Regions from separate parts of the Mus musculus genome. Here region 1 is linked to region 2. A link is a contact called in public HiChIP or PLAC-seq data. All regions are on one chromosome and are shown on one strand. Each heading gives the region's core, a stretch centred on a gene start, on an enhancer-like site or on the middle of the called end of the contact. The rest is flanking DNA. Distances are from core to core; before and after follow the strand shown.

Evidence for each region. HiChIP or PLAC-seq counts read pairs in DNA pulled down with a chosen protein or histone mark.
Region 1: an H3K27ac HiChIP or PLAC-seq map of embryonic stem cells shows a contact between it and region 2, with 5 times the contacts expected there. The contact joins the enhancer-like site here to the promoter of Xrcc5 in region 2. A contact is called at or near these places in 3 of 39 promoter capture datasets (the 3T3-L1 cell line, the C10 cell line and cranial neural crest) and 8 of 115 datasets of contacts at active chromatin or transcription factors (the NIH/3T3 cell line, embryonic forebrain, embryonic stem cells and 3 more).

The regions. Positions count from the first base shown.
Region 1 is chr1:72,789,554-72,792,333 of GRCm38.p6, reverse strand. All of the region lies in intron 2 of Gm30847 (a long non-coding RNA gene), which reads right to left. Among named protein-coding and RNA genes, the nearest start is that of Gm30788, 21 kb to the right of the region's middle. Within about 2 kb of position 1,438, at least 9 of the 459 cell types and tissues checked have an H3K27ac peak or open chromatin away from gene starts, as enhancers often do. A contact at or near this core is called in embryonic stem cells, where this site is marked.
Region 2 is chr1:72,306,035-72,308,734 of GRCm38.p6, reverse strand. Xrcc5 (X-ray repair complementing defective repair in Chinese hamster cells 5) reads right to left here and starts at 1,314. Exons shown (of 21, transcript NM_009533.2): 1 at 1,168-1,314. The coding sequence starts at 1,188.

The DNA of each region.
Region 1 (2,780 bases), core at 189-2,688, 480 kb before region 2:
ACTCTAAGCAGTACTTGACAAATAAAAAGGCATTACAGAAATTGCTGCTTCATGCTCTAAATAAATATCTACTTAGTAAATAGGTATTTTAAGTGCCTTTACATTTCTCTGATTTTCTCCTAAACATCCAATGCATGATAATGATCCAGTAAATGTTGTTTTGTTTTGTTTTGTTTTGTTTTGTTTTGTTGACAGGGTGTCATGTAGTCCAGGCTGGTCTTGAACTTTCTCTGTAGCTGGGGCTAGCCTTGAACTTCTCTGATCCTCTCACTGCAATTGTGGGATTACAGGTATGTATCACTAGGCCTGGCTCTCCAACAAACATTTTTGATCCTCTGCTCTGGATCTAAGGTTGCCTTACTTAGGAAAGCAAAGATGAACTGACATGACCCTGGGGCTGTTTGCAGGTTAGTGCATGAGAGAAACACAAACAGAATAGCAGAACAAGCTGGTAATTAGTAACAGCAATGTCCTAAAGTGCTCTGAAGCCCCAGAAAACACTTTCACTCTAAATGTGGTTCCCATTATTATGTTTATAGTATTTTTTTCACTGGGAAAGAAGGAATCAAATATTCCTGGGAGTCTGGAGGCCCCAGACACAGGCGATCACCTACAATGGCAGACACTGCGCTCCAAGCCGGCACCGTGACCACCTTTGCTCCCAGGAGAAGCACACAGCAGCTACTTTCTGTTTTCAATGATCCTTGGTGGCAAAGTCAGATAACTCTTCCTAGACTGTGCCACAAAAACAAAACAAACAAACAAAAACCTTCCCAAAATAAGGCTCAAAGACAAGGATGTATTCTTCCCATAATACCTCCTTGCCTCTGGAATAATATTCTACAAGCACCGAATTCAGCGCTCAGGTATTATCCCCATTTTTGCACATGGAGAAACTGATGCTCAAAACTTAAGTGATTTGCTTGAAGTCAAAGAGCTAGTGCGCATCAGGACCAGTTGCCTCTGAAGCTGTGATCCCTGCCTAGATGCTATAGTTTCCCATTCCCTCCTAGAGAGGCAATGGTGAGTGCTCTCACAGGCCCACAGGAAGGCAACCTGGATTAGGAGACATGAATACTAGATCTGACTCTGCCATTCACTAGTACAGTGGCGTTGGACAATGTGCTGTCCCTCTTTGGGTCTAGGGGTACTCATTTGTCAAAGATAATTTGGGGCTCGTGCTTCCTGCAGTCCCCAGAAGGATGATATACACAATAAACAAAGAGTAGGAACCTAGAGCAATACCCAAACAGTGAGGAGGGAAGAAGCTACTTAGACAGGAAGCCCCCAATCCTGTCAGCAACCTCTGCCGAGAAAGGCAGATCTTTGCCAATGTCAGCAAACTACCTGGAGTGCAGTGTATGGGCTAAAGCATCACACACAGTCTCTGTCTCCCCGCAGGGAAAGGACACAGTGTGAAGAAAGAGTCAGAAATGGAACAAAGGGCAGAGGCAGACAGTGTGTGCACACAGAAGGGAGGACAAGGGAGGAAAGCTGAGAGAGCACTGGAGAGAACTCCCCACCCAGGGAAGCCTTCTGTAGGAGGTGTGCCTGTGTTTGGGATTTCTCTCAGACTGATTAATTGAAAGGTCACTCTGGGGCAGAGGGTTACAAGATGAGTTGGAAGCTGGAAGCTGTACCTGGAGCTCGTGAAATCAATGAGTTAGAAAAGGGGCTTTCTCTTTTTACAATAAGAACTCGCAACAATAAATCCAACAGGAGACTAAGCGGCCTTGACACCTGACAGAGCTACCTGGAGCCAAGCACAAACTTTGGAAGAAGGGAAAGAATGGGCTTATAAAACGAGGTCCCGAGGTTGCCTAGCCTTGACCTCTCCAGAGTGACTCAGGTGAAAACCAGGGCACGAGAAGGAGAAAGGGGGCGAGAAAGAGAAAGGGGGAGCACAGCCAGGTGAAAATGGAAGCCAGAGTTCTGAACCGGAGCTCAGGCTGGCGTGAAGGAAAAGGCAATGCTGTGAGATGAGTTCACGAAAATGTGTGAACCTCCCGCCACCCACCCCCAGTATGTTAGTTAGACAGGGAAAAATCAGTAAGACGGACTGAGAAAATGACTCCGTTGGTGGAGTGATTGTCATGCATACAAACATGACCCCCAGCTCCCATGTAAAGTGCTAGCGTGGAGGTGCACACCTGAAATCCCAGTGCCCAGTGGATTAACTCTAATTTCAGTGAGGAAGCCTGTCTCAGAGAAATAAGGTGGAGAGGGCTGGAGAGTGACTCCGGGGTTGAGAGCGTTTGCTGCTTCTTCAGAGGATCTAAGTTCAATCCCAGCACCTCTGTCAGGCAGCTCACATCTGTTTGTAATTCCAACTCCAAGGGGGATTCAGTGCTCCCTTCTGTCCTCCAAAGATACCCATGGCACACATGACATATATACACACAGACATACAACACACATAGCATATATTCATAGAGACACACAGCACACATGGAATATACACACATAGAGACACACAACATTTGTGGTATATACACACAGACACTTGGAATATACACACAGAGACACTTACACAAAAACAAAAATTAATGTAAAAATAAATAAAGTGGAGCGACTAGAAAGATGCCTTAGCAGTTATGAGCATTGCTTGCTCTCTCAGAGATCTAGGATTCAATTCCCAGCAGCTTGCAACTGTCTATGACTCCAGTTCCTAGGAATCCAATACCCTTTTCTGGCCTCCACAGGTACCAGGTATACATATGACATATATACATACATGCAGACAAAATATATACATATATATATATATATGTGTATATATA
Region 2 (2,700 bases), core at 65-2,564:
AGCAAACACTAAAAGACTGGGAGTCTTTTGTCAAGAATTAGAGATTCAGAGTAAGGCATCAAAGAGTTTGACAGTGTAAATTCTGGTCTGGAAGAATGGTTTATGATAATTTAAAGTCTTTGGAAGCAGTAAGAAAACCAGGGAAGACAAACTGGGAGGGTACTGCAGCTCTTCATTACCACACTGAAGCAATACAACCTGCTAGAATTTTATCAAGTACATCTGCCACAGTAAGTCCTTCACGGGAGCTACAAAGTTCTCAGCAACTGAAGGCAGAGGAACAAAGGAAGCGAGCAACATCATTATGGGTTCATAATTTCATCAAATTCCCAAATGGGGGTGGAGGAAAACAGAGCTCCGTTATTGAACCCCTATCTTGTTTGTATTAAACGAATGAATGGATCCTTGCCATTGCATCTCTCTCTAGTGATCAAAAACAACCTCTCTAAAGTTTACAGTAATTTCCATTATTAATCTAGGATTCTAAGATCATAGATTCTTAGAAATTGAGCATTCTGTTTTGCTTTTCTTTCAGAGCTCCGAATGAATTCCCATTCACATGTTACCACTCATGGAAAGGGTGACCACGTTCTAATCACTTCAGTTCTTCATGTCTTGCTTGGTTCTCCTACTGACAAGCTAAGGGTAATAATGGTCGTCTCACGGTTTGGTGTGAAGATTTAATTAAATAGGAATAAAGGGCTTAGTTGTGCCTCACACAGTAAGCTTTCAATAAATTCGAGATTTTTAAATTATTATGAAGGTCATAATATTACGTAATATTACACCTTGAGTTATTTCATTCACAGAATCACAAAACCCCTCTGAAGTTTTACGAGCCTGGCATGTAGGGGATCTATCCTCGATAACTTACAAAGATTTTTAGAACCCAGGTTCGGAAGCAATAAAGGACGTCTGTGTTAGCAGGTGGCGTGGATAGAAAGTAAACTGAAGCAACGAGGGAGGAGGGAAGGGTGAGAGGCTGGAGAAGCAGGAGGGAGGATTTCGGAAGCGTGAAGGTGCACAAGACTCAAATGCAGAACTCCGAACCCCAAGTCTTTCGTTTTGAGCATCCATCCTTCAGTGCTGACTCAGCTGCGATTCCCACAGCTTCCACCCTCTAGAGATCCCCGGCTTAGGAAAGGCAAAAGGCCCTGCTCTCGGTACCTTATTACCGGACCACGCCATGCTGGTCCTCAGGTGATTTGATTACTTTTTCCGGGCGGAAACCTAGAGTGTCGCAACTCAGTTCCGGGCAACCCACAGATCCAGACGTCCCGCGTGCAAGGCGGGGAAGCCATGGGCTCTGAGCATGCGCAGAATTCTCTCCCTGCCTCCTTAGGCAAGGCTTTGTTCTCTGAGCCGCTAAAAGCCAGTCAGTACTGGGCTGGAGAAATGGCTCTGCCGTCTAAGACATTTGTCATCAAGCCTGACGAGCCCATTCAAGCTCCAGGCACCCATATTGTGGAGAAAAAGAACCAATTCCACAAGTTGCCCTCTGATCTCCACGTGTCCCACACATCACAATAAGTAAATAAATAAATTTAAAATAACAAGTTTAATAGTAAAAAAGTAAATAGGGGGTTAAAGGGAAAGGGTCCCAGGTTAGGAATGTGTACTGTTTTCGCAAGGGTATTTCAAAGCCCAGCACCTACATCAGCCTTCCGCGGATCTGACGCCCTCTTCTGGCCTCCACTCAATGCACATACCCACATGCAGCCGCGTGCATACATGATTTTTAAAACTAAAAAAAAAATAATAATTGCTATTACTCAATTGATAATAATCCCTTTCGCTAGCAATTTGTATTGGCACTCTGGAGTTAAAAGTCCCCTGTGTAAGATGAATCCACGAAGTCACTTAACTCCTCTAAAGGCCTTCTAAATATGATACTAAAAAAAAAAAAACCATGAACACGATGACCTTAGATCAACGTCCAAAGAGAAGAGTGAGAGTTCACCGAGTTAAAAGAAAAAGATGGCTCACAACCATCTGTAATGGGATCTGATGCCCTCTTCTGGTGTGTCTGAAGACAGCTACAGTGTACTCACATATATTAAATAAATAAATAAATCTTTAAAAAGGAAGAAAAAGTAGGAAAGGCATTCAACTCTACAGACAAAGTGGTTAAAACACCTTAGCCTCTGGGAAGAATTTCCTACTACCCTGGCGTGTCTGTGGCTGGGAAAGATGCCCTTTTCTAGAGATGGAGGCTGTCAATTCCCGTGAGTGTTCACCACTCATTTGCAAGGAAATTGCCCTGCAGTTCTTCCCTTCTGATAACCCTTGCACAGAAACTGCCTGTTTTCTATACAAAAATGACTCACAAGCTGCAGGTGGTTGGACAAAAGGTCCAGAGACCTGGAAAATGTCTGCAAACCTCTGTTCAATGTGGGAAACGTTCAATCAGATTCTCTTTTGTTGAAAATGGTCCCAAGAAAACAGGCACTAAAATTGATATGATTTGGAGAATTTTTGAAGAAGCCTTCAGGGAATGAAGGTTTAAAAATCGAAGCTGATAGGGTTCGAGAGATGGCTCAACAGTTAAATACATTCGCTGCTCTTGAACAGGACTGGGGTTCAGTTCACATATTACAGCTCACGGCCATCAGTAACTCCTGTTCCAGAGGATCCCATACCCTCTTCTGGGTTCTGAGGACACCAGGCACCCATGTGATACACAAACCTACATACGGGCAA